Linked DNA regions of Mus musculus: regions 1, 2, 3, 4 and 6 are each linked to region 5. The links are chromatin contacts, called in public Hi-C, HiChIP or PLAC-seq and promoter capture Hi-C maps. All regions are on one chromosome and are shown on one strand. Each heading gives the region's core, a stretch centred on a gene start, on an enhancer-like site or on the middle of the called end of the contact. The rest is flanking DNA. Distances are from core to core; before and after follow the strand shown.

The links. Promoter capture Hi-C pulls out the DNA fragments that hold promoters and counts their contacts. A called contact is a pair of places that touch in the nucleus more often than the background predicts. HiChIP or PLAC-seq counts read pairs in DNA pulled down with a chosen protein or histone mark.
Region 1: a contact with region 5 is called in an H3K27ac HiChIP or PLAC-seq map of VIP interneurons, with 9 times the contacts expected there. The contact joins the promoter of Mettl11b here to the promoter of Gorab in region 5. A contact is called at or near these places in 15 of 39 promoter capture datasets (the 3T3-L1 cell line, 3T3-L1-derived adipocytes, the SN4741 cell line and 9 more), 3 of 484 Hi-C or Micro-C datasets (nephron progenitors and uterus), 5 of 115 datasets of contacts at active chromatin or transcription factors (VIP interneurons, craniofacial prominence, embryonic forebrain and 2 more) and 2 of 9 other capture datasets (adipose tissue and embryonic stem cells).
Region 2: a promoter capture Hi-C map of the 3T3-L1 cell line shows a contact between it and region 5, with 3 times the contacts expected there. The contact joins the enhancer-like site here to the promoter of Gorab in region 5. A contact is called at or near these places in 5 of 39 promoter capture datasets (the 3T3-L1 cell line, cranial neural crest, hippocampal neurons and 2 more), 1 of 15 datasets of contacts at CTCF or cohesin (the NIH/3T3 cell line), 1 of 484 Hi-C or Micro-C datasets (myocytes), 2 of 115 datasets of contacts at active chromatin or transcription factors (craniofacial prominence and stem cell-derived neural progenitor cells) and 1 of 9 other capture datasets (adipose tissue).
Region 3: a promoter capture Hi-C map of cranial neural crest shows a contact between it and region 5. The contact joins the enhancer-like site here to the promoter of Gorab in region 5. A contact is called at or near these places in 8 of 39 promoter capture datasets (the 3T3-L1 cell line, 3T3-L1-derived adipocytes, cranial neural crest and 4 more).
Region 4: a contact with region 5 is called in a Hi-C map of the C2C12 cell line, with 2.5 times the contacts expected there. The contact joins the enhancer-like site here to the promoter of Gorab in region 5. A contact is called at or near these places in 4 of 39 promoter capture datasets (the 3T3-L1 cell line, 3T3-L1-derived adipocytes and maxillary cranial neural crest) and 3 of 484 Hi-C or Micro-C datasets (the C2C12 cell line, embryonic fibroblasts and myocytes).
Region 6: an H3K27ac HiChIP or PLAC-seq map of extraembryonic endoderm stem cells shows a contact between it and region 5, with 3 times the contacts expected there. The contact joins the enhancer-like site here to the promoter of Gorab in region 5. A contact is called at or near these places in 7 of 39 promoter capture datasets (the 3T3-L1 cell line, 3T3-L1-derived adipocytes, cranial neural crest and 4 more), 2 of 15 datasets of contacts at CTCF or cohesin (both in the NIH/3T3 cell line), 1 of 484 Hi-C or Micro-C datasets (myocytes), 1 of 115 datasets of contacts at active chromatin or transcription factors (extraembryonic endoderm stem cells) and 1 of 9 other capture datasets (adipose tissue).

The regions. Positions count from the first base shown.
Region 1 is chr1:163,723,862-163,726,561 of GRCm38.p6, forward strand. It overlaps Mettl11b (methyltransferase like 11B), which reads right to left and starts at 1,371. Exons shown (of 4, transcript NM_001143956.1): 1 at 1,041-1,371. The coding sequence starts at 1,194.
Region 2 is chr1:163,707,396-163,710,095 of GRCm38.p6, forward strand. All of the region lies in intron 2 of Mettl11b (methyltransferase like 11B), which reads right to left. Among named protein-coding and RNA genes, the nearest start is that of Mettl11b, 16 kb to the right of the region's middle. Within about 2 kb of position 1,451, at least 8 of the 459 cell types and tissues checked have an H3K27ac peak or open chromatin away from gene starts, as enhancers often do. A contact at or near this core is called in myocytes, where this site is marked.
Region 3 is chr1:163,873,181-163,875,880 of GRCm38.p6, forward strand. The region is part of intron 17 of Kifap3 (kinesin-associated protein 3); the gene reads left to right. Among named protein-coding and RNA genes, the nearest start is that of Scyl3, 55 kb to the right of the region's middle. Within about 2 kb of position 1,286, at least 11 of the 459 cell types and tissues checked have an H3K27ac peak or open chromatin away from gene starts, as enhancers often do. A contact at or near this core is called in second pharyngeal arch cranial neural crest, where this site is marked.
Region 4 is chr1:163,090,339-163,093,038 of GRCm38.p6, forward strand. No RefSeq gene overlaps it. Among named protein-coding and RNA genes, the nearest start is that of Mroh9, 6.0 kb to the left of the region's middle. Within about 2 kb of position 1,308, at least 14 of the 459 cell types and tissues checked have an H3K27ac peak or open chromatin away from gene starts, as enhancers often do. A contact at or near this core is called in the C2C12 cell line and embryonic fibroblasts, where this site is marked.
Region 5 is chr1:163,402,334-163,405,033 of GRCm38.p6, forward strand. Gorab (golgin, RAB6-interacting) reads right to left here and starts at 1,336. Exons shown (of 5, transcript NM_178883.6): 1 at 1,190-1,336. The coding sequence starts at 1,250. It overlaps Gm24940 (a small nuclear RNA gene), which reads left to right; the gene lies at 1-69.
Region 6 is chr1:163,687,058-163,689,757 of GRCm38.p6, forward strand. No RefSeq gene overlaps it. Among named protein-coding and RNA genes, the nearest start is that of Mettl11b, 37 kb to the right of the region's middle. Within about 2 kb of position 1,359, at least 2 of the 459 cell types and tissues checked have an H3K27ac peak or open chromatin away from gene starts, as enhancers often do. A contact at or near this core is called in extraembryonic endoderm stem cells, where this site is marked.

The sequences.
Region 1 (2,700 bases), core at 121-2,620, 320 kb after region 5:
ATATTTACACGTAGTGTAGCTGGACATATTTTCATATGAAAACTGTGTAAATATAAGATGAGCATACCTACAGGACTAGAATTTAAAACCTCTCAGAAGTAATTTTATAAACTAAGACTTTGATGCCTGCTAACATCCAGACTCTTGAATGTAACGCTAAGCACTAGGTAGTTCTTTCCACAGCAGGAAACTGGGACCAAAGCAAGTACACAATGGGGCTTTCAGCCAACCTTAAGCAAACAGACCAAGGCTGAGAACAGCATTCTTGTTTTCACTGGGAGAAAATATAAATCAAAGAGGCAGGAAGGGGGCACTTCACAGCTTAATCATAAGTTGTTTCCTCTTGAGTGCTGGTTAGAGGGTCCTGAAGTTTGAACCTTCACACAGGTTGAAAAAGCATTCTACAAGCACTGATAAGCTCTCTTGTCCCATTTCCCTGAAACTGGGGGAAAAACCGAAAATGAAGGCAGACTACTATCCCTTGATATCAAAAATACAAACTACAATCAGCTTTCTTTAGTTCTCTGATGATACTTGTGACAGAGCAGAACAGACTGCGCACACACACACACACACACACACACACACACCTTCGCCACCACACTTACACATTCATGCATGCCCCAAGCATATTTTGATCCCTCATCACATAATCTCTGTTTTCAATTTTTGCTTAACACGACATTAATAGTCTCAACTCTGAGTTACCTAACTTCACAACTTGAGCAAAACACAACATTGACAACTCAAGAATTGAGTTTCTCTAAACCTTGTAGTCCCTCAGCTTCCCCCTAGAGCAGCAAGTCACTATGCCTAAGGGGCCATGAAAACCCTGAAATAGAGTTCAGCCTTGCCAGGTGGCACTCCATCTTCACCTCTCCATAAAAGAATGTCACTGAAGCATTTCACCCACTGACACTGGTCTGGGTCCTCCTTAGCTGAAAAGCCCCCTGCCCTATGTCTCTCCAAGTCTTCCCATAACTTCACACAACTCATCAAGTTCCTTCTTGTCCCTCCTCTACCAGCTCTGACTCACTTACCCAGGGGAATTTTTTCCAGCAGGTAGAGGTAGCTCTGAAAGAAGTCATTGCGAATGGCTTTGTGAAGGATAAAGGACATGCTATGACGACAGAGTTCGTCGTCGGTCTTCTGCCAACGGGATCTAAAGGCAAAATGGGCTCCCAGGTGGGCCATGGTGAAGGGGGATAGTAATTATTCCTGCAGAGAAAGGACGCTTGTCTGGCTGCTCCTTTGAATTAGTCTTCGCTTCCTCAAAGAACTTGAGCCTGTCATTTTAAACCAGTCCCAGGTCCCATCTATATCAGGACAGGCTGTCATGGGTTGTAGGGGGAGGGGTAGCAGACATGGGGAGGTCAGGCTCTTGGCACATCCACCCCACCGTCTGATTGCTTGCGCGACACCACTCCAAGCCAGCAGGTGCTAAAAGTAAAGATGGAAACAGACTGCATGAGATCCTGCTTCATCCGGGGAAAAGCACGCTTCCCTCCCTCCTGGGCTGCTTCAAACAGGCTCAAGTGCTGCCTGCTAACACCCTGAATACTTGCTTTAATTTGATTCTGAAATTGGAACAGCCTAATTTCCATTTCAAAGAGTTGTGAATATTTTGCAGGAGGTCCTGTTCCCTGATTTCCATGGCTCCTGGAACACTGAATCCTCAAATTACAAGGGCCCTTCAAAGCCGTCCTAGCCACTCACATTCCTTTCATCGGGACACTTTTTTTTTCCTCAAATCATTTTATGGAGGTGGATATGTGTTTCCAGTGTTTAAGGATCTTCCAGAGGAGCAATTATATGAAAGCCTGTTTTTGAAATTATATACTCTCCTCTATCAGCAAGCTCCTCCACTTAAGTTGTTCTGAGCAACGCCTATTCATTCAAGTCTGTTTATTCCTGTCTACTATGAATATGATTTTCCTTTTAAGTTCCCTTGTGTTATATGCTATCCTCCGTCTCTCCAACTCATTTCTCTGCTTTTTCCATGATGCTCCATGTTCTAGAGGCCAAACTGTTTTGACTATATCAGAGACCCCATTATCTCTGATTCAGCCAATAGATTGTGCTGTAGGAGACAGCAATAATAAAGTCTAGGTGCTCATAGATTCCCCTGGCACCAACACTCCCTGGAGACACCACAAGACCATTGTATGCTTTAACAAAAACATGTCTTCTCATGTATAATGCACACATGCACACACACACACACTATCTATCTATCTATCTATCTATCTATCTTCTTTATTGTTCATTGTTTATAGTGCATAACACTATTGTCCTTATACATGTGCTCCCACTGACCCTCTATACAATAGAAACATTACAGTAGACAGCTTCTGAGATGACTTCTGACTTAGTTCGTGGTGCCATAACATTACATAGAGTAGGTGGCTTAAACAATAAACATTTATTTCTCATAGTTCTAGAGACAGGGAAATACAAGATCAAGGTGCCAGCACATGCTGTACCTACTGAAAATTCTGTTCTTGGCTGTTTTCTTCCTGTCACATGCTCACACGTAAGGGAACAGAGCTTGCAGTCAAGCCTTTATTCACATCTTAACAGGGCACTATCCTCACTTGAAAAGATCCCACTTTCCCTGCTGATTTCTGTCTCAGTCTGTCATCTCCAAACTGCTTTACCTTAAGGGTTGGGATTTTAGTCTAAGTGTTTCAAGGGGACACA
Region 2 (2,700 bases), core at 201-2,700, 310 kb after region 5:
GCCTTTTATACAAATAGACTGAGGTGAAATGTTCAAACTAGAACTTCCCAGAATGGCGGTTCTCAGCCTTCCTTAATGCTGTGACCCTTTAATATCATGTTGTAGTGGCCCCAAACATAAAATTATTTTGTTACTTCATAACTGTAATTTTCTACTGTTTTGAATCATAATAATATCTAATAATATCATAATCTAATAATCATATCCAAATATACAGGATATTTGATATGTTACCTCTCAAGGGGTCACGACTCACAGGTTGAGAATCAGTGTCCTAAATGATTTTTTTTTTCTCCGCCCTCTTCAATTCTGTCTCCTCAATTCAGGCACTTCATGTTTGGTTACAGCTATCCTTGAAACTTTTACTAAACAGACACAAATGCTCCTTTCACCCAGGTGCAGCCTCTCTGACCACCGCCTTGTAGCTCTATTCTGTTTTGTCCTGGGTGGTTGGCACTGCCTCCCCTGACCTGGCAGTGTTATTCTTTTTCTCTCTGTCACTCACAGGCAGCACCTCTGAGAAGGGATATTTAGAGACTGATCTCTGAATCTGCTCTCACCTCTGGGGCTCGATGACTGCAGAAACTGTGAGTGGATTGAAATCGGATGCCCTGAACAAATGTGAGTACAGTCTCACACCGTGTGTGATTTCAAAACAAGGTGACTCTTATTTCCACTTTCATTCATTATTAAGTTCATATCTATGGATTCGTATAAGATAATTTAAAAAGCATTTTTCCTTCTGCTGATTTTGTTTTTAACATGCCTAATTGTTTTATTTTGCACAGCATTATCTTAAGACCAGTCAGTGAATCTGAAAACTAAAATGCATGTGATTCACATTGCTGTATAAAAGTCATGCCCTACAAACCAAATCTCATCATTCTTCTCATCAAATCTCTAGCAACTATCCAAGAAAACAAACACGCCAAATGCCCAATCCTTCTCATGTAGTACCACTTTATCCTATTCGTTATCAGGGATGCTGCCTTCATCCTGGTGCCATTTTTGGGTTGTCTAAAGCAAATCCATTTGCAACCAGATGAAACAGCTTTTCCCACCGTCCCTTGTCACTTAGTGTTGAAAGGAAAGCAAAGCTTTAGATTAAACAGTCTGCCTTTTCCCAGTTGACACACAAATAAATCATGTCAGATACTCATATCCCCTAACTCCCTGTTTCTTGACCTAGATACTAATTTAGCAGATCATTAAGGTCAAAGTACTAAAATAGCATTCCTTTAAGCAGACTATTTTGTCTTAGTTCAAGGTCACAGCTTTACAATGAGCCTTGTCTACTAAGAAGGGCTCTTGGATTTGTTTGAAAGGAGCAGCCTGCCTCTTTTCCAACAAAAATATGCAAGCATGCAATGTTTCCTTTCCCAGGTCCAGAGGCATGCTTCTGGGCTCTGTCTGACTAGAATACCCGTGGTCAGCTTGGCATTCCTCGTGGAGTGACAAGACAGCTGGATTACAAGCTAGGCTTCTGAAGTATCTTGGGATCAAAGTTGGCCTCACCATGAGGCAAGCAGGAGGGACTGCTTAAGGGCAGAAGAGAGGAGGGTTGGGGTCTATAGTCTGTGATCAAAAATCAGGGATTTTTTTCTTCTTCATGAAACAAATGGGGTGAAAATAACGTGATTGAGAGCAAGGAATTTGGTGTAAGACCAACCTGGCTGGACTGATACTAACTGTGTGCAATCTTAAGGATTTCTTCCATCCCTTTAAGCTTCAGTTTCCACAACTAGAGAAGAGGAGCTGATACCAGTCCTTACCTTTGCATTATAAAGAGTAAACAGATGGTGTTCCTGAAAGGCTTGGCAAACTCACCCTCTTAGAATAAGGCTGTCATGAAATCAGTCATTGGCTCTAGTTTAGAACTATTGCAGATTCTTCTGACATGTAAATATCCATGATGCCATAAATTCTCCACTTTTCAGATTTCTGTGGCTGTAACTTACATCACATAGACGATGGGTCTGGTAGACATCTCATCCTGACCATAGATCTCTACTCCCAGATTCACAACTCAGATACAAGGTGCAGCAGGGAAGCTTAGAAGGAATAGAACCTCACTTCAACACCACGGATAGTCTTCAGGCTATCCTTCTGAGAAAGTTGACAGCATGACTCTAAAGCTAAATATTGCTAGTACTTCCTTCACCAAAATAAAACATTACCCACATTTTAGTCAAAGGACAAGGACGTTGTGTTGAATTACAACAAATTTTGCTTGCAATTAGGAGTTTCTTCTTCAGTAAGACCACCAGCAGCTCTATTGTGTGGATTAAGACAACTTGAAAGCAAATTACGTTGTATGATGTGTGATGAATTCACAATAAGACATCATGGTATTATTAGTAATAGACACATTATATTTATTCTATGCTCATCTTGTTCACTAACTGAAGTGCCTAACAACTCTAGTCTTCTTTGATTTTCATATTACTCCATCAGACAGATTCTGTTGTTACTTTCTAGCCATGGATGAAAAAACTAAAGCTAAATACATGTACGTAACATGCCCAGGGGTGTTTATACATTAGGTAGGAGAATCATGATACTCTATAAAGCTTAGGACTTTGGTTCTTACATTCTACCGTCTTGTCTTTATACGACCTGGAAATTTCTTCTATAAAAAGGAAGAGGTCCAGTCAAATCCTGAATAATAAAATAATCACGAGATAGCCGGCCACCTTCCTG
Region 3 (2,700 bases), core at 36-2,535, 470 kb after region 5:
GGTTATTGTCCTGTGTGTGCTCCCACCTTGCTGTGGTTATTGTCCTGTGTGTGCTCCCACCTTGCTGTGGGAGTGCTGGAAGCACAGAGGCATGCAGTGGCACCCAGCTTTCTTTCGGCTCTGCAAATCTGTAGTTGGCTTCTCACACTGAAGGAGTGAGCCCTTACCCACCACGGCAGCTCTCCAGCCCAGCGCTCACTTTTACTGTGGGTGTAGACACAGCACAGAGATTTTCCAAGTGAATTGTTGGTAGAATCTGTAAAATCATCTTGCCAAACAGCTACAGCTGGCTCCTCATTATGAGCATACTAAGATTTAATTCATCAGTTTAAGTACATTTTAGAATTTTGTCTTAATTCTATAAAATGAAATTTATACTTAATGCCAAGTTTGTTTGGCCTTCTTCTGTAGTTCATTTTTGGATCACATGGAATTTAGACTATTTTTTCCAGCTTGTTAAAAATTAAAAAAAATACATATGCATGAATGTTTTTGTGTATCTCCTTTACTGATTCTTACATGTCTTGCTTTATTTTGATTCAATTGACCATAGTTGGACTTGAAACCCAAACAAAGTATAAACATGATAATTCATGATTGCTTAATTAAATAAATTTTATGTAATTATATATTTTACTATAAGGTCTATAGTGGCATATTTTAAAAACTATTTATACAGGTTAGTCTCATCATTACTTTTTAAAAAGTTTGTCTGAGGAGATAGTCATACCGAAAAGTCTGCTTTAACATTTTCCTCAGTTGAGACTATGTAAAGGCCCACACTAGGAACGGTCATGTTAAGAAAGAGGTAGTGTATACATAAAAGCCAACAACTTTATTAAATGTATGTTTATTTGAAATATATATATATATGTGTATTTTCAAGAAAATATTTTTAAGCTATAAAAAGCCTCCCCTTTTTGGAGCTTCTTAGCCTTAAAAAACTGGGCTATTTTAGACTTATTTTAATTTAGTATAAAAATTTTTTATTAAATAAACTATATTACAGTCTCAATTAGGGGTCTGCCAGATTAAAGAAGGGGAGAAGTCTGTTTTCTATCAATTGCTCCAGGACACAAAGCAGATCTGTGTAGCTCTGTGTTATCCTAGAGTGTGTTAATCAGATACAAGGTGTGACGGAAGCCAGTGACAAGAGCTCCCGTGATAGTGCCCAGACCCTGATGATAGGCTGGGTGAGCCTTCAGGATACTTCAGTGGTTAAACAGTAAACAAAGGGATGTAGAACTTCAAAAGGGATGGCACATTCCATGCAAAATCAAACCATAAGTCTCTGGTGACACATGAGAGTTTATGGAACCCGAGTGCCTAAGATCGTAATGTCAGAAGCTGAGACGAGGGAAAAATAAAAGACAAGCATGTTTTCCTTTAAATACAGCATAGAATGAAAACTTAAAGACAGAGCCCAGCAATACATGCCTCATGAAAAGTGTTCAGCAGTGAGAAGTGTCTCCCTGTAGGAATGCTACAAAGGCTTGGTGGAGTTGGCTATGTCCTAGCTGGGATCGAAGTGCTGAAATTCTCACAGCTGTTTGCTGCTATAGGATGGAAACTGGGCATGTGAGAGCATTAGGAATCCCAGAGGGATGCCATAGGAAATTGATATTAATATGTTGAGTTTATTAATATTTGACTCTACTCATTTGGGGATGCTAGGCTGTGTACCTCCAGAACTTCATCACCTTAATTCATGATGTTCTAACAGAGAAACATAACTGAAATCTCAAGGGTCACCTTTCATGCCAACACTGCTGAGCATGACTGTGGTTTTGGTAGCAGGACTCTATAAATATTGCTGAAGCTTTTGTAAAATATAATTTCTGTTTCCTAGGTGATAACAGTTTCCTGTTGAGCGGCCTCCCTCCTCACACATTCTCACTTTCCCCAGTGTTTTCAGCAGTGGTCCTGTGTCAGTCACTACACAGTTGTAGAATCAGACTTGTAGGGTGCAATGCTGATGCTCAAAGCTCATATTAGTTACTCTGAATACAATCTGGAGATCAGAGGATGCTTATTTTAATTTTATTTCTTTTGTACATGGATGTGTGTAGCATGCACTCGTGGCAGTGCACTTGCAAAGGTCAGAGGACAACAGACAGTGTGCAGAACCCTTCTACTGTATATATTGCAGAGATCCAACTCAGGTCTTCCAACTTAGCTGCAAGCACCTTTCACCCACTGAGCCATCTTGCCAGCCCAAAGATTATTTAAATAAAAATAGCAGTTCAGTCTGCTGTTCAGGATGTGGAGAAAGAGGAACACTCCTCCATTGTTGGTGGGATTGCAAGCTTGTACAACCACTCTGGAAATCAGTCTGGCGGTTCCTCAGAAAATTGGACATAGTACTACCGGAGGATCCCGCAATACCTCTCCTGGGCATATATCCAGAAGATGTCCCAACCGGTAAGAAGGACACATGCTCCACTATGTTCATAGCAGCCTTGTTTATAATAGCCAGAAGCTGGAAAGAACCCAGATGCCCCTCAACAGAGGAATGGATACAGAAAATGTGGTACATTTACACAATGGAATACTACTCAGCTATTAAAAAAATGAATTTATGAAATTCCTAGGCAAATGGATGGACCTGGAGGGTATCATCCTGAGTGAGGTAACCCAATCACAAAGGAACTTGCACAATATGTACTCACTGATAAGTGGATATTAGCCCAGAAACTTAGG
Region 4 (2,700 bases), core at 58-2,557, 310 kb before region 5:
TAAAAGGCTGGAAGTGTTGCATGTTCATTCCATTATTAACGTGGCTCAAATCTTCCAATCCTGCCCATGTAGGGAGGGTTGCACACCATGGTCCTGCTCTATCTTTAGCCTCTCTGGGCCTCCTTGGCTTCTAATCATCCCCCTCAAAGGCTCTAGCTTCCTTGTTATTTTCCAACACGAGGTTTACACAAAACCTTGGGGACTGACCAATGTCACCACTGCCACCAGAAATGACAAAGAAAGAAAGTGACAAAGGAAAGTAGCATCTATGGATCCTATTGGTACCCCAGGGACTAGAGTGTAGAGGGATTAAATATCTGTTCTGAATAAGTGCAGAATGTCCCTGTAACTATGAGAGTGGGCATGATGCCAGGGAGCCATAGTTCCAAACAAGGACAGAACTGGAATAATTAGCCACTGGGAGGTGGGGATAACATTGTTTTTGATTGGAAAACATTACTGGGAAAATGTTCTACAAGAGACTAACCAATCTCTTTCTGCAGCAGAACTCAGCAGGCAAAAGAAATGGACTCACATTATATATCTAAGTACAAATAGCTATTAAGCCAAAAGATGAATCGTAGTGTATAATAATATATAGCATATAATGAAAATATGTCCTAAATAATATGGGTGCAAAATCATACATTTCGTATGGAATAAATTATTTTGTCAAAAATGAAGTAGAAAATAAACAATATAAATATCAGGGATGCTAGTGTGGCTGGATTGAGAGACAAGAACAAAAACAAAATGGGATCAACTTTGAACATAATATTTTCATCCTTTTAGTGAAGAAAATCTTGACACATGTATGTTTGCTATATTCTTTTCTGCATGTAAAATTTAAGAAGAAAGTTTTATTGGATGGAAGCCCTCTCTTCTCTGGGAATTCTTTTGACTTTGTCCAACTTTTTTTATGATCTATCAGTGGAAAGGAATAAGACACATGACTGCTGAACCACATTGGGTCTGCTGAGTGATGGTTTTGAAACGGCTTTGCAATACGGAATGCCACATTCCGGGTTTCATTCTGATATATATTTATATATAGATAGATATATCATAAATTAAAACAGAAGAGAAAAATGTGAATTGTTGGCGTCTTCCTCCGAAAACTCCGCAATGTGTGTCTCTGTGCTCCAGCCAGCTGAAGGAACTTCCCGCTCCCTCCTACCCCAGCCCATCCTGCCCAGGCTTGCGTTGTAACCCTTTAGAGTTTGTGAGAGGAGCAGGGAGCTGCAGTGTAATTCAAGGGCTGAAAGAATTTAGAGATTATCTTCTAGAGATTTCTCTTATGACATGGCACCACTAGGTGTCACTCGAGATAAAACTTGGGGGCCGTCCTAGTAAATGGCAAGAAGGGACATGGGAAAGGGAATCATGTTAATGGGCAAATTAATGACACACAGGATAGTGGCTTCCTTCCAGGCCAGAACCCACAGGCGATAGCTTCACACCTTCTGTGCCTATTTGTGTGGTGGTCGGAAGCGGATTGTAACATACAAATAATGAGAGATGCTCACAAAACTCAAGGACTAGACTGCAGGGAAAACTCTATTGTCATAATGGAGGCAACAATTCCAAGCCTCAAGTCTGACAGAACTTCTCCCAGGAACTCTGTGTGTAGTGTCAACTAGTGCCCCTTGGTGGCAGTGACTCATAAAGTTGGCATCTCCATAGACAGGGAGAACTAAGATGTGATATGGTGATCAGATCCACTTTTACTGCTTGTCTGAAAACTAAGTAGTATTCATTCATTCATTCATTCATTCACTCACTCATTCATTCAATGTGGAATTAGTAGGGTGAGTTAAGGGAGAGAATTAACAATGACTTGGACTTTCTATACTGTGCATCATGTTGTTTTGTTTCAAACATTTCTTTTGATTTTTAACATAATTTTCACCGTGAAGCATGAGTTGTGTTTTGACTTTGTTTGTTTGTTTTTCATACATTACATCCCCACCAAAGACTCCCCAGTGAAGTTCTGGAAGAGGAAGAGAAAGACAACAAGGGGAGGCCTTTCCCAGCGGAGGTCGCTCTTCTAGAAAAGCTTGGCTGTGTGTCTGAAAATGCAGTCTGAACATTTTCAATAGCTTACTGTTATCTAACATTTTCAGACATTTGTATGCATATATAACACCAAATATTTTCATCTGTTTCCTTAATACACTTATGTACATGTAGACTGGTCACCAACAAACTGGCTGAAGTTCTTTCCCTCTCAGCTGCAAACATGGGTAGGGAAGGAGAGGGAGACCCTTCATAGTATCTTTTGTAGTTGGCATATCTCTCAGCATTTGGCAGCAGTGAGTGGTGGAAGCAGGAAGCATACTGCAGCCACCCCCAGGCATGTATCAGCTTTACAAGTGCTAATAACTCCTTTGTGGACCCAGGAAACAGAATTTCTGAGCTGTTGACTGAGCCTGGATTGCAGCTTCCAGTTGGGCTGACTAGGATTCTTTATTCCTTGACAGCAGCCAGTGTTACAGCTCTCTCTCAACCTGTGTGTACATCTGAGAGCTCCCCAGAGCTCCGGAGGCCAGAGTCTGCAGGTTCTCCTCCCTGGTTCTTCACAGCCTTTCTCTTCCTTCATCCACAGCACCCATCTCTCCTCCCTCTCCGTCTCTCCGCCACAGCTTTCTTCCTGCCCTGGATATGCTCAAACTGTTCAGCAGCTTCTTCTTCAGTTCTCGG
Region 5 (2,700 bases), core at 86-2,585:
GGACCAGACAACACACCTGATTCAAATACTGAGAACTGAGTCAGATCAGATCTAGGTGCCTGCATTTGTACATATAGGTATATGAATGGAGAATGAGTTACAGAAGGAAAGAACCTGAAAACAGCCAGCTGGACAGAATCAGTTGGAACACATCTGACATGATAATTCCATGACAGTACTAAGAAAGATCAGCCAGTCCAGTCTTCCCCACATTGACCCCATGTTAGTAATTTACTTCCTTCTGCACCTGTCAGTCCTAGATAATTCACATATCTAGGCTAAATATTCCAAGTACCCAAGACATATCCAGATATCTCACAAACTATAGACATGGAAGAATTTAATTTTATCCTTAAGGTACTTTTTAAAATGTTGCCAAGAGTGGCACAAAGTTCTCACAGAAGTGATGGGCATTTCCAAGCCTACCACAGACATTTTTGTGAAATTGCAATCACAGGTCAAGAGCATTTTACATCCTTTCCTACCAAGTACTGGAAAACTTAATAAATCAGAAGCAGCGTTATCGCAAGCCCATACAGTGATCTATAATTATTCCAGAAAGCCCCCCGCCCCATCCGGGGCAGCAGATTTCCACTGTCCCTGAAGGCAGAAGAGACAGACATGTAAGTGCACTGTGCATGTACACACAAATACACACACGCACTTCAAATCTAACCTCTCGAAAAGTCCTTTTAGTTTGCTGACTCCCAAGAACTGGAAAGAAATGCAAACTCATCTGGTAGCCAGAAGTAAAGGCAATGCGGATGGATCATAAATACCACTTCTTCTGCGTTGATTCACTCTCATGACACCTTTCCCAAATATCTGGTTTTATAAGTTCACAATTATGATGCTGTATATGCAGTATTAGTCTTCATTCACCCTGAACCCAAGTTTACAACCATTGGTTTGGGTTAAAAGCCTCCCTTAGGGGCCATTCAGGTGGTGGCTTCGCTTTCTCTTCCTAACCTCATTCCTTTTTACAGGAAAACATCAAATCATCAGAAAACAGATGCTAAAAGAGAAACCCCTGGGCCGTCCCTCTGGCCTCTGCAGCAAAGACACCTAGGGAATCCCACCACCCCTGTCCCCCAACTTGGAGTTCCAGCCCCCACGCCCCCTCGCCCACTAAGACGGCCTCCTGTCCTTCAGACTCGAGACTCCACACCCGCGCGCAAGTACACCTTACCTTTATTCTGCTTTAGTCTCCTCAGCTCTTCCTCAGAGAAGCCCGCCCAATCCTGAGCCATCCGCCTAGCCCTGGGCACCCAAAGAGTGCCCAAATCTCCGCGCGCAGACTGCCAACACAGCTCCACAGGCACATCCGGGTTCCTTCAGTGGCGCGGCGAACAGCCAATCAGCGTGCCGAACTGTGGCGCTAGGCCTCCCTCTGCATTCAGGGACCCGGTACCTGTGGGGCTGCCCCGAGCGATGCCTGAAAGCCTGACTCGGTGGACTACAAAAGCACGGCCTTCGCTTCCACTCACAGGCCTCTGCTACACGTTCCAGTTCTTCTTGCTTTATATCTTTGGGGGGAAGTGGGGGTTATGGGAATATGAGGAAGGGTTGAGGAAAACAGGTAGAGCGGCAGTGACAGAGGAGGCCTACAGGTCGGAACTGCCTGACTAGCTGGGCGGAGCCTGTATTGCCTGGGAGGTGGGCGGTACCGGAGCATCCTTGGCTTGTAGGTTCTAAGTCATGGAGAAACAGGGTGTAGGGTTGAGATTTAAGCATTGGCCAGTTCACTTCTAGACAATAACATCTAGCAGATTTCGATTTCTTGTTTCTATGATGAATGAGTCTAAGAACCTAATCCTTATGCCAAGATATTTTGCTGGTCTCCTCCTGCCTATAGAAGTCCCTCAACACACCACACTCAAGTCCTAAATGGTGATTTTTTTTTCTTTTGTCTAAAGCTATCTTCTTGAGCTTCCATTTCTCCGTTTTAAGCAGAGTTTAGAAAATTAGAAGATGCAAAGCTTGTCCATGTATGTGTAGGTCAGCGTTTTTTAAACCATTTCTTTTTTTCATTATTTTTACTAAAAACAACTGAAAACATTACATTGGCTACATTGAAAATTTTTTTAAAGAATATTAATTTTCGACTCGAGAGTCAATATTTTTAATCAAGTTGAAGTAAAGGAGTATACTGGAAAATAAAATATGACACCAGCAATTGAAATGAGCAGTTCAGTTATATAAGTATCAGAAAAAAGTTTGACATCTTTCTTGTAATCTTTGAACTTTGAAATGTAACAGGTTTTCCAAAATTCAAGGATGCCACACATGCTTATCTTAAAGATGAGTTTATTTTCAATATATTTGAAAGGCAAAATACCATCCAAAAGGATTAGTTTCGTTCAAGTTTTGAACATAGACTAAATGTGTAAACAGATATACATTAACTCCAGAATAGAATGTATTAGTCACAATCTGGTAGTGGATTCAGCTTGCCCTCTGCACACAATAACCATTTACTAGTGACTCAACAACAATTTTAAACCTACTTGTGTGCTTTCTGTTACATTTTATTTATACATTTTCTATAAGACAAGATTTATCACTAATCTTAATAGAGTCAGTAATTATGGTATTTTAAAAGGTTTTGCCTTGCTTGTGAATGCAAATCAAGGCACCAGCAAGAGATAATAAAAGCCAATAAAATACATCTGTATAAAATTATACTTTCCCCCTTGCAAC
Region 6 (2,700 bases), core at 109-2,608, 280 kb after region 5:
GACTAGCTGCCTGGAAAGCCCCAAAAATTTGTCTCTGCCTTCCCAACACTAGGATTTCAAGGCTGTGTCACTGGCTCAGCTTCTAGTCACGTGGGTTTGGGGATCCAACTGGACTTCTCATGTTTTTGTGGCCAGTGCTTTGTTGACTAATCTATCTATTTGGTCTTCTTTTCATATCTGAACTTGTGTTTTGGTTTTCTTTTTTTTAGGAAGTCAGTAGAAACCCTTCAAGACACATAAAATAACATTTAGTGGAATAGTCCAGAAGAACTGTTTCTATAGAATCCAGAAAATCCCAGTTTCTCCATTCCTGGTGCCCATCTTTAACATCAACAAAATGCAATAAGCAAATTCCAAGCCAGAATTGTCACACTGGTCTGAAATTGTTGGGCCATTTTGGGAAAAAGGAAGACCCATACAATAAAATTCTCTATGTTAATTGAAAGAAAGCACATTGCCCACCTAAGCATCAACTTTTATTCATAAAACAGCCCCATCTCACTGGTAAAATAGCACGGTCCACTGCAACAGAGCAGACCATTTGTAAGAGTCCCCCGTAACCTGGAGTAGCTTTACATGGGGCCCATCTTAAGCAGACACCATATATGCTGGTACTCAGTCTTTCCCAGAGTTATAGAAGCAGGGAAGGCTAATGTGGATTGGTAATAAATATGAAGATACAGTTGACCTTAAGAACTAAAAATGTTTGGTGTGTTCACCTGAAAAGACTGCTCAGACATGGATTTAAGCCAATAGAAAATCTCTATTAGCCAGATGACTACACTGGGGTTCAGGATCCCAGTGTATCCCCAAGTCTTTATCAGGGTGAGGTTTAAAGCACAAAAATCTTGTCCTGAGTTGATGTGCTTCAGTTAACAAGAATAGCTAGACTGAATTACAGGAGCCTAAAGGCAGTGATATTCCATGTAGAGACTTTCTCAGCACTATGGACTTTGACTTATTAGGTCTTTGTTTTCATTTGGGGGATGTACTACTATCTACATAGTGAGTTTTACAGCCTGAATGGCACTTCCATCATGGAGTCAGTTTTGCTAAGGTCCATGTTCCTACCAAGGTCTGGGCCCTCCTACAAGAGTATAAAAAATATCTACTATGAATCCCAACATCTTGGAAATAAGGGGAAAGCAAATGAAGAAGAAACTCACAGCCTAACCACTACAAACTTAACAAGTTTTGTATTTACACTTTCTTTGAGCTTGTTTGTTTGTTTGTTTTATACCTTGACGGTTGCATTTCCCTTACTCACTCACTCCATTAATATTTACTCAGTGCTCTGTTGAATAGCAAGGGAATGAGAAGAACAGGACACAGGCAATATCTACAAGAATGCACATTGTTGTAGAGCAGAGATAAGAGCACAATTAGCCATGGCAGTTGCAGATGCAATGTCAGGCACTCGCAGTGATCTGAGAGAAAAACAGAAGAGAGAAAGAAAGGGAACAAGTCCAGGAAGTTCTCTTTACCAAATAGCTGTAAATCTGATCCAAAGAAAATGAAGAGGCAAATTATGTGTGAATCAGGGAGGAAAGAACATGAAGTGCAAAACCTAGATGCCAGAATGTGTCTGGCCACTCATGAAAAGTCAAAGCTTATAAGGACCAGAGAACACAGGGAGAGTGGAACTTCACTGAAGCTCCACAAAGTTAGAGACGTTCTTACACATGGTACAGCTGTGTCAAGATCTCTCATATTGTATCTCACAGATACATTCCAATGTTGCTCAATAAAAATTAGGATGTGATAGAGAGCTGTGAAAGGGGATGGAACTTAGACTGCATTTATGCAACTATAGTTGAAGGTGAGGTAGAGAGATATCAGTTGACTTGCCTTGGGAGTCCTCGAGCAAATGATCACAAAAGTTGGGTAGCGAAGGAAGAACCTAGCCCACTGCTGTTGACTGAGGAAATCATGTTGAGACTGAAGATAACACCAGAGCACTATGGTGCCCCTCCCAGAGAGTGGCCATTTCCATACACCCCTTGTTCTGGAGCCCACAGTGGGGTTCTGTTGCCACAGGAGAGAAAGCCACATCATTGGCGGTACTTAAGTGAGACTGACATAGGTTTGGGTCCTAGAAAGCTTCTTATAAAGGACAGAAAATGGCAATAGATTTTGTATAATGCAGCCTACCTGAGATTCTGGATACTTCCTGTACCCCACCCATTGGCTTGCAATTACCTTATTTGACAGTCCCTTTGACATTGCAAAGCTTATGTTATCTTTCTTTCTTTTGTTTAAATATTCAATTAACAAATTGTACATATTCAAGCCATAGGTCATGGATGTTCAAGGTATACATAATGACTTTATATACATATATACCTGATAATGATCCTCACATTCAAATGAACAAATCCATTCATCTCCGATCTCAAGAATTCTTTGACCATGAGTCTTTGTTGAAGACTGCTGCAGCTGATGGAAGTAAAGCCCAGATATGTCACTGATGCAAAATGAGAAGCAGAGAGGCACAGTTCTAGTGATAGTCCTGTTCCTGGATCTCTGTATGAGGTCATCCCTTTTCCTGGTACCTATTCATTACAGGATGTGTGAGTGATGCTGTCCAGAACTATTTGCATATCCTATAGGTTGCATTCCAAGTTTGGGATTTACAAGCTGAGTCTGTCTCCTAAAAGTTTAATTAGCCTATTAACTTTCAGCTTTTGACCTAATTGAAAG